Regions from separate parts of the Sus scrofa genome. Here region 2 is linked to region 1. A link is a contact called in public HiChIP or PLAC-seq data. All regions are on one chromosome and are shown on one strand. Each heading gives the region's core, a stretch centred on a gene start, on an enhancer-like site or on the middle of the called end of the contact. The rest is flanking DNA. Distances are from core to core; before and after follow the strand shown. Region 1 overlaps LOC110259470 (a long non-coding RNA gene). Region 2 has its middle 25 kb from the start of ISOC1.

Region 1 (5,215 bases), core at 1,817-4,316:
TGTCTCTACAGGATTATATGCAATAATTCCATTGCAGTTTGATTTTACCTCTCTTTGAGATTAATAAATATATAGCCATTTAATATAAAGCAGTGAAACTTTACAGATTTTCTTAAAAGGTACCTAACAAAAATAAACTGCCATTTGGCTGCTATCGCTATTGGAAATGAATTGCTAAATGAAGAGAAAAAACATATAAGTAAGGGAGTGTTAATACAGGGCTCTCTATCACAAGAGACAAAATTGTAAGCATGTTAAGAAAGCTAAGAGAATAAGAATAACTGCCTCCATGTTCAAGTCAAGAGAGAAAAATAAAAATTTTTTGATTTATGATACGGCTAATAGCTGAACCAAATGTTCTTGGTGAGTTTAGAACTTAGAGCATTTTGGCATTTTATATCAATCATTTTTTTATAATGTGGCCTATATAAGTCAGTCTATGATTGGTCTGTTTTTCACTAGTAAATGAAAGATACTAGGACCTCTATTCTCTTCTAATAAGGTAAGCTATGCCTGTTTTGAAGAGGGATAGTCAAATACATTTACCATTTTGTTAACCCTAACGCGGTGACACATTAATTTTTTTCACATATGTATAGATAGTCCTAGACATCCAGGCCTAGGATGAACTTTTCTGGGTATCACCTCTCCTTCTATATCAAAGTATTTGACGAGTTCTGTATACATCCTTTACTTTAGTTCCACCTCCCCTGCTCTGCAATATGGTATTGGCATAAAAATAGACACAGAGGACAATGGAACAAAACAGAGAGCCCAAAAATAAACTGTCACGTAAGTGGTCAATTAATTTATGACAAAGGAGCAAAGAATATGTAGTGGGGAAAGGTCAGTCTTTTCAATAAATTGTGTCAAGAGAACTGGACAGCCACATGCAAAAGAATGAAACTGGACCACTATCTGACACCAGACACAAAAATCAACTGAAAATGGATTAAAGGCTTGAATGTGAGACCTGAAGCTGTAAAATTCTTAGACGAAAACTCAAGTGGTAAGTTTTTTGACAATGGTCATGGCAGTGATTTTTTTGCATTGGACATAAAAAGTGAAAGTAGCAAAAGCAAAACTAAACAAGTGGGACTACATCAAGGTAAAACGCTTCTGCATAGCAAAGAAAACCACCAACAAAATGCAATGAAAAAGCAACCTATGGACTAGGAGAAAATATTTTCAAATCATGATAAAGGGTTAATATCCAAAATCTATAAAGAACTCATACAACTCAGGAGCAAAAAAACAGAAAATAAAATAAAACAATCCAATGAAAAAGTGGGCAGAGGGTCTGACTAGACATTTTTTCCAAAGAAGACACACACATGGCCAACAGGTACATGGAAAGGGGATCAATGTAACTAATCATCTAGGAAATGCAAACTAAAATCAGAGTGAGATAATACCTCACATTTATTAGAATGGATATCATCAGAAGGACAAATAACAAATATTGGTGAGGATGTGGAGAAGGGAAATTTCATGCACTGTTGGTGGGAATGTAAATTGGTGCAGCTATTGGAAAACAGAATGGAAGTTCCTAAAAAAAAACCTCAAAATAGAGCTACCATATGATCCAGCAATTTCACTTAGTTTTTATCTGAAGGTAACAAAAAGAAGAACTTGAAAAGATATCTAACAGCCCTGGAGTTCCCACTGTAGCACAGCGGAAATGAATCCGATCAGTATCCATGAGGCTGCTGGTTCTATCCCCGACCTCGCTCAGTGGATTAGGGATCCGGTGCTGTCATGAGCTGTGGTGTAGGTTGAAGATGCAAGTGGGGATCTTGCGTGGCTGTGGCTGTGGTGGAGGCTGGCAGCTGTAGCTCTGATTTGCCCCCTACCCTGGGAACTTCCATGGGCTGCAGGTGTGGCCTTAAAAAAAAAAAAATGAAAAGCTATCTGCAGCCCCATGTTAAATGCAGTATTATTTACAATAACCAAGGCATGGAAACAACCTAAGTGTCCATCACTGGATGAATGGACAAAGAAAATGTGATATATATGAACAATAGACTATTATTCAGCCATAAAAAGAATGAAATCTTGCCATTGACTACACCATAGATGGACCTTGAAGGCATTATACTCTAGGAAATAAGTCCGAGAAAGAGAACTACTGTAAAATCTCACTTTTATGTGAATCAAAGAAAAAAAGACCACAAACTCAAAGATGCAAAGAACGGTTTCATGACTGACAGAAGCCGGAGGTTGGGGTGGGATGAAATAGGTGAAGCTGGTCCAAAAGTACAAAGTTTCATTTATAAAATACTTAAGTCCTGGGGATGTAATGCATAGCATGGTGACTCTAGGTAATGATACTGTATTGTATATGTGAAAGTTGCTGAGACAGTAGATCTTGAAAGTTCTCATCAAAAAAAATTGCTCTGTGTGGTGATAGGTGGTAACCAGATTTATTGCGATGATCATTTTCCTATTTACCCATATGCCAAATCATGAGGTAGTATATCTAAAACTAACAGAATGTTGTACATCAATTCTATCTCAATTAAAAAGAAAAAAATACACTGTCTTCAGCTCTTGTATTTCTCACCACCTAGCAGTTTACCGTTTAGAGGTCTGTGAGAGAAGAATGTGTTTGCCTTCTCGAGAATAATTCACCTTCTAGGTCCATGCCCTGTGGACCACACCATGCCAAGCAAGGTGAGTTATAGAACAATGCTTAATCAGAAGATAGATTATGCAATTCAGTGCACCCTGCACTGCCAAGAATAGATGCCCTGGCGTGGTACACTGGAAGATCAACGTGACAGTATCATGAGATTTCCCTCCCATAAAAAGGGAAAAAAAAAATTGCTTCTCAATATCTTCAAGTTAATAACTTGATTTTAGGGAGATCTGAAAATGAGTAATGGCAAAATATGACATCATACGTGTCTAGTGTTACTATAATTTGTGCAAATGCCAAATTATAAGCTTATATACTTGATAAGCTGTTTTAAAAGAATTTTTACACTCCGAAAAAATACAGAGCACTTTCTACATGGCTGCTATTGCCTGTTTATACTTTTAAACCAAGAGATACTTCCTCTACTGACCACATGATTTTTCACTGGCCCCTAGTTTGACTTAGAACTCTTAGAGGAAGTTACCAAATCAGTAGAAAGTTGAGTCATTTCTTTAGAATTTCTATAAAAATAGTATTAGAAGTTCCTATTGTAGCTCAGAGGGTTGAGGACCCAAAGGAGTCTCCTTGAGGATAAAGGTTCCATCCCTGGCCTTGCTCAGTGGGTTAAGGATCCAGCATTGTTGCAAGCTGCAGACTAGGTTGTAAATGCCACTCAGATCTGGTGTTGCTGTGGCTGTGGCGTAGGCCTCAGCTGCAGCTCCTATTTGATCCCTAGCCTGGAAATTTCCATATACTGCAGGTGTGGCTTTAAAAAATAAAGTAAAATAATAATAATATTCTACATGTAGCCTACCTCACTCCTGCTGTGCCCAGATATAGCAGTGATAATACTATGGTCTATGGCATTGTACTCTAAGCCCTCTCTGGGGACATTCAAAACAAAGTCTAACTTGGGACAACAGGAACCATGTCCCACTGCTGTCATCCCTTCAGCATTTTCCTCCATCGCTGAATGCTTATTGGGACCTGGATGAAGAGTTCCAGCCATCCAAGTTTTGGACTGAAGGACAGCAGAGAGAGCACAAACTCCTATGAGGCCCTTCTATATTAGCTTCTAATTGCATTTCTTAGAGGGCCCTGAGAGCACTTGTTCTCACTACTACTACCTTGACCTGGCCCTTCTGCTCACAGTTTGTCTCGTCTCTAGGCCACGGGCATGCAAAACTAAAGTTATTGTCTAGTCTTCAAATTGGTGGAAAAGTGTACAGTCCTTTGGAGCAGAGGTTTTCAAAATTTTTTGACTATGACCCATAGTAATATAAGTATTTTACATGATAATTAAATATCTACCTACATATATACATAACTGAACCAATGTTTAATGGAACAGAACTCAATATAGTATGTGATATGCTTAATCATAATCTCTATTCCACTCTGACATATTAAAAAATGTTAGTCACAGGTAAATTGATCATGAATGATTTACAGGTTATATGCCACTGGTTGAAGAACTCATTTTAAGGTTTCAACAAACATTTTAATAATAAGATTTAAAATTTTTTAAACTGGAGTTCCCATTGTGGCTTAGTGATACCAAACCCTAACAGTGTCCATAAGGACACAGGTTTGATCCCTGGCCTTGCTCCGTAGGTTAAGGATCTGGCACTGCCATGAGCTGTGGTGTAGGTCTCAGATGCGGCTCAGATCTGGTGTTGCTGTTGCTGTGGCTGTGGTGTAGGCCAGCAGCTGCAGCTCCAATTGGACCCCTAGCCTGGGAACCTCCGTATGCTGCAGGTGAGGCCCTAAAAAAAAAAAAAAAAAAAAATTAAACTAATCAATAAGGGGAAAATACACATTTCAAGTCGTCCCTCTACTGGATATGTAGTTTACTTTGGCTGTTTAGATGTTGAAGAAAATTCTCCACCTCATGATACTTGAGGCAGGGACCTTCTACTGCAAAATACTTCACTCCACTCTCCAAATACCCTCTTTCTATGGCCTCTAAAAGTGAAGGAAAAGTACAACCTTCCAGGCTCTTGGCCTGGAGCAGGAATTCATCTGGCAGCATGAATTGCAATTGGCCATAGACACCATGGTACACTGTTTAGTGCCAGATGGACCTGGATGCTAGATGCTGCATCCATTATCAGTCTGGAAGGGTAACACTGTTTGCATCTGCATGGCGTTTGGTGGGGCAATTTAAGCCATAGTCATTTTGCCAGGTCTCCTCCAATGCATGCCTTACCTGTGCCTGATTCTCCAGCTGTTTCGACAAATCACTTTCTGTTTAAATCTGCATAGTATATGTTGGTTTCTCTTGTTTGCAGTCAGTTGCAATCCATTTCACTAAGGTTAAATTAAACATTAGGGATTTTGGCTCTGTTCTTCATGCAAAAGAAAAAAAAATTATCTTGGCAATTCTTTGCAAAATCTGCATTAGAAGTCCAATGAAAAGGAGGTGAAGAATTCTGAGAGGTGAAAGTTTAGTTGGGAAATTGAGAATGTGGCTTGCTGGTGAGACATTAAGTTGACAAAGAACCCATCTTGGAGCTTTCCAGTTTTCATACCCAACTCACTTCCTCATTGTTTCCTTTATTGGGGAATAAAAGCAAG
Region 2 (5,215 bases), core at 1,738-4,237, 150 kb after region 1:
GTTTCAGCTGTAAAATTCTAAAGCAGTTTTATTTATGTGGCTAGGGAGGCCCAGAGATAGATGTTGCTAAAATTGCAGAGGTGATGAAAGGCACAGCAGGATGAGAACCAGGTTACTTTGCACGGTGACCTGTACTTCCTTACATTAGTTGATAATGTTAAAGAAATCAGAAGAAAAGGAGGAAGAACAATAAAAAGGATCCTTCTTGGAATCTATGAAACAGTAGTGTTTATCTTTGCAAAGCTGAAAGGCTGCTCCCACTTCCAAAGCTTTCTCTGCCTCATCCTCAATCTAGTCTGTCTTCTTTCCAGATGGTTTTCTAATTGGGGAGACTAGCCGATAATATGAAAATTGCCATTTTTTCATTGTCAAATAAGAACAAATCCATATTCTGACATAACTGATATTTCCACAATCCTCCATGGAGTGTTACTGTCACTGTTTATCCTGTAGTTAAAAAATTTAAACATCACTAAGCTATCATGAGATATCAGCTACTTAAATATATTTGAAATGGATTTATACAGTAGTTGCCAGTTAGCTTTAGATTTCTTATTCCCTTGTTGCTCTTCTTTATCTCTTAGGCCTGAAATAGCAGGCGTCTGACCAAATGTTTATTTTTAGAAGAGGTTTAAGTCCAAAATGGTGGTCAAGTAGAATGATCCAGCGATGCCCATTGAAGGGATTACACTTCTGATCTGTGTGCTGCAGAAACCGAATTCTGGAACGGGCCCCGCGCCTCCCACTTGGGTGGACACACCCCTTCTCCCTGACAGGCCAACACTAATCTCTCCTTCAGCTGTAAAGAGTTTGCTCAGGTAGTTAGGGCTTCAAATCAGTTCACCCGAAGATCTGCCTTTGTGTTCCTGAACTAATCAGGAGAGCTTGTAAAAGGGTTTGGGCTGTTCCAGGAGAAGGAGAGTCAGTGTGGGAGAGGGACCAGGGCGGAGGGAGGTTCTCTGTTGCAGACAGAAGATGGGGGCCCACAGGACTGAGAAGGTGGGTGGCCTGCAAGGAAATGGGGCCCTAAGTTGTACCAGCACGAAGAACTCAATGTAGCCAACAGTCTGAGTGAGTTTGGAAGCAGGCTCCCCCTCCCCCACCCCCAGGTAAGAATGTGGGCACAACCACACTGGAGCAGCCCTGAGCAGAGAAGGCCCGCGTGCTGTGCCAGGACCCCTACACATCTGGGAGGTAATAATACATTTCTCTTGTTTTAAGCCTCTAAATTATGAGCATTGGTTACATGGCAATAGAAAACAGACCTGCTTTTGCTGCTGCTGTTGTTTTTCTTTGCAATCATGTTTATATGAAGAAAAGGAGGAAGGAAATAAGTGAGCCACCCTCAAAGGAATAAATCTGTGTTTTACATTCTCATTAGCTTCTATTAATTTGTTGCCAGAAAAGTGGGATGGGAGGGAAAAATGTATGTCTGTTGTCTTAATAATACAGCATTTTTCATGGTTAGCTTTTTCCATTTTTCATTGCAGAAAATAGTCTACTTGGAGCATACCTGTCATATGTGAGGCTTTGTTTCTTGATATAATTATTAGTTGCACAGTGTATTTTAGGACTCGACTGTAAAAGTCCCTTGCCTTCAGATTTGTTCATTGTTCTTGCAGCTGTTTTCTTGTTAAATTGTTCCTCCCACTTGAGACAGTGAATGCGAGAAATGAAGGTGATGTGTCTCCGAACCTATGCTTAATACACAGAAGTACTTATTGTTAACATGTTTTGAGTACATGCAGCTTTGAATCGGGCTTCTGGAAAATGCATATTGTGCTTTCGAAATAGCCTCTTTGGCAGTCCTAACTGGAATGCTTTGTAAATGTTGGAAATGTGATTTTTCCAAGAAATTAAGACCCTGGAAAGAATACACGAAACATCCGAAGAAGGCAGGTGTCAATTGTTAGCCGTTACTTAAATGTTAGTATCTGTTTGGTGGTGGTGTTTGTATGCCAGTAAGTGCTTTTTTTCTTTTGGAGTATTTGGCAAAGCTTAAATATTCCATGTCTTAGGATGTTCATACTGGATTTTAGCAATTTATTCCTGCAGGTAGACAGCATAGTTTAGATATAACATTGTGTTTCTATTTATTACATAGCTTTCTTTTCATATTAAAAAAGATGGTTGGGGGAGTTCCCTTCGTGTCTCAGCAGTTAATGAGCCTGACTAGGATCCATGAGGATGCAGATTCGATCCCTAGCCTTGCTTAGTGGGTTGAGGATCTGGCGTTGCCTGTGAGCTGTGGTGTAGGTTGAAGACGTGGCTCGGGATCCGGAGTTGCTGTGGCTGTGGCTTGCCCCGCAGCTGAAGCTCCGATTAGACCCCCAGTCTTGGAATGTCCATGTGCCGCAGATGCAGGCCTAAAAAGCAAAAATAAAAATAAAAAAGATGGTTGGAGTTGGTGGTGGAGGAAGTCGGCAATAAACACTGGAGAAAGAGCTAATAGGTTTGCGATGTATTGTGTAATGGAAAGCTTTAGAAATGGGAGACCAGGCTTCGTTCTTAATAGCTTTGACACCTGGAGCAAGTGGCTCCTTTGTGCAGGAAGAGATTAGACTAAACCACACCACGTGTAGGGTTTATTGCAGTTCTTAATTCTATACTTTGAATCAAATTTAGCATTTGTGTGTCGGAGTGCCTTTCGTGGCTCAGTGGTTAACGAACCCGACTAGCAACCATGAGGATGTGGGTTCGATCCCTGGTCTCCCTCAGTGGGGTTAAGGATCCGGCGTTGCCGTGAGCTGTGGTGTAGGTCACAGACGTGGCTTGGATCCCAAGTTGCTGTGCCTGTGGGGTAGGGCGGGGCCTGCAGCTCCAATTCAACACCTAGCCTGGGAACCTCCATGTGCTGCGGATGAGGCCCTAACAAGACAAAAGAGGAAAAAAAAAAAAAAAAATGGAATGTCCATCATATTAGGAAGTGTGCCAGGTATCTACATGTTTAGTCACTACTCACTCAGTCCTCAAAACAGCCCTCTGATGTAACTGAGGAACTAAGTGAATAAGGAACTTGCCCAAGGTCATCCATCTGGTTGGAAGTGAGAAGGCTGAGATTTTAAGCTGGAATTTAGAAACTGTGCTGTAACTGCTGTAACTATTAGACTATACTCCCTGGCTGTCAGGAGAGCCAGATGTCATTCTAGGGAAGGTTCTGTGTACAAAGCATAATGATGCATGTAGCATGGGTGGCACATGGGAATTATTCCCAAGTTTGTTTTTTTTTAATTTATATGGACAACTTTATGCTTTGTTTGCTATAAATAGCTATTTTTTTGTGTGGGGGAGAGACAACATCATTTAATACTTACTTTAGAGAACTCATTGAGCAAGACGTAAGTTCCATTATATGCCAGCCATCTTGCTCTTTAATCTTCCTTTAAATATCAATTAAATTGATTTGGCTATGCATTCAAAAAAGTAATTAGCCGGAAGTTTTGTCAGCAGACCGAACCTCTGTATTCACATCTTCCAGAGAAAAATAGAAGCTTTAATTTATCTATGATGAATATTGACTTTAGCAAATTACTTTCTGCATATTTGAATTACAAAATAACTGTACTTACCTAAAACTAGAAGTATCTCTTTTAAATAACTGAGTATTTTAGTTAGATTTAAGGTCAACAAAATAAAGTCTTCAGTGACATGATTAGAACCAAAATTAGCATAAAATCTTCCTAGAATGAAGAGGAATGGGAACACACATATACTGTAGCTGTTTTCTTTCCACATCGACCCATCTCACTTTCTGAATAATCTAAATCATTTGCTCTAGTATCCTGTAAACAGGAATTTTCAAGCTAAAATCGGTGTTCGGCTTGGGATTTGGCTGTACCCATCTTACAAGCCACTCAATGAGCATGTTACTGTTTCATGCATGCTGGCAGGAGACATGACATTCCTGGATCCGAGACAAAGGACTTAATTATTCAAGCAGCAGGAGCAGTAGAATATTTGCATTGATTCCCTTTGCACCTAAGTCCCACAGAGGCAATGCAGCATGTGCCAGATGCCATGCACTCACTGGGTTTACACTGATCTTCAAAAGCAAGCAGTAAGCAAGCCTGCTCTTTGTCTAAAAGGAGCTGTACCTTCATCTTTCAAGGTAAATGGCTGCATGAACAAGACAGAAATGCCCTGGGTAGAAGTGTCTTGAAAACATGGCACACCCAGAAAGACCAGGGGGAGTGTAGGTGCTCCAAGGAGGACTCCCAGCAGACAGGTGCAGTGTACTATTGTGGAAAGGCAGTGGGGTGGGGCTCTGGTTCTCTCTTAGCAGCCTGCAACAAGCCTTTCTGTGAGATCTCTAGGTTCTGTCGTATGCTAAATGGAGTTGGATGAAATGACAAAAAAAAAAAAAAATCTTCCCTTTTCTAGATATTAGGGTTATACTTGTCCCTTAGGTTCCTCGGGTTGCCTGAGGCTAAACATAGAGCCTCAGAACTTTTGCAAAACTGAGGGAGGCGTGGCTGATGGCTCTCAAGCATTAAATGGATTCTTAGGAGAGAAGATGAATCATTGTATCGGTTCAGTCAGGGATGCCCTTTCTCATTTTAAGAGATGTATCTTAGAAAATGCAAATGCAATTACAAAGGCGTGACTAAGAAATGGTACCTCATTTTCTTTTTCTCTGATACACATAAAAAAAATCCAATGACTGAATAAAGCATAAGAGTGTTGATTTAAAAAATTATCATCTTTATGGAATGTCTGGACTAGCTTCAAGATTTTAGGCTGAATGCATTGTTTGAGAATTTTTTTAAAAGAACAAATAACTGAGAGCTTATTGCTTAGTCTTGTGAAACACACTCCGTAGATTTTTAATTTAGATACTGGAACAAATCTGTAAATTCACAGATTTTGCTGAAGAGTGCTGCATTAAGAGCAGTTTGGTTGGTCAAAACCTCTCAAAAATAGGTTAAGCATCTACACTTTACCCTTTGAAAAATTCTACTCTCTTGACAGAACTAAAAAAAATTATAAGTGAAAGATAGTTGAGGAGATGTGAAATGATTGGAGTCCACATTAATTTGCAAAATAGCAAAAATAGTTCTGGAAAAACACTCATGCTGTCACTGTTAAAATTTGGATTGTACATAATTTGGCTGCTTGGAATGTGGAAAGATGTTCTGGTGCACAGGATTTTATTTATATTAATAACATCCAGCAAAAGCTGTTCTGTCCCTGGCAGCTTAGGTTTGGAATTATTTTA

What was found. HiChIP or PLAC-seq counts read pairs in DNA pulled down with a chosen protein or histone mark.
Region 2: a contact with region 1 is called in an H3K27ac HiChIP or PLAC-seq map of alveolar macrophages. The contact joins two enhancer-like sites. A contact is called at or near these places in 3 of 47 Hi-C or Micro-C datasets (embryonic fibroblasts, liver and omental adipose tissue) and 1 of 2 datasets of contacts at active chromatin or transcription factors (alveolar macrophages).

What each region holds. Positions count from the first base shown.
Region 1 is chr2:131,726,040-131,731,254 of Sscrofa11.1, forward strand. All of the region lies in intron 2 of LOC110259470 (a long non-coding RNA gene), which reads right to left. Among named protein-coding and RNA genes, the nearest start is that of SLC27A6, 21 kb to the right of the region's middle. Within about 2 kb of position 3,067, at least 3 of the 83 cell types and tissues checked have an H3K27ac peak or open chromatin away from gene starts, as enhancers often do. A contact at or near this core is called in alveolar macrophages, where this site is marked.
Region 2 is chr2:131,879,539-131,884,753 of Sscrofa11.1, forward strand. No RefSeq gene overlaps it. Among named protein-coding and RNA genes, the nearest start is that of ISOC1, 25 kb to the left of the region's middle. Within about 2 kb of position 2,988, at least 2 of the 83 cell types and tissues checked have an H3K27ac peak or open chromatin away from gene starts, as enhancers often do. A contact at or near this core is called in alveolar macrophages, where this site is marked.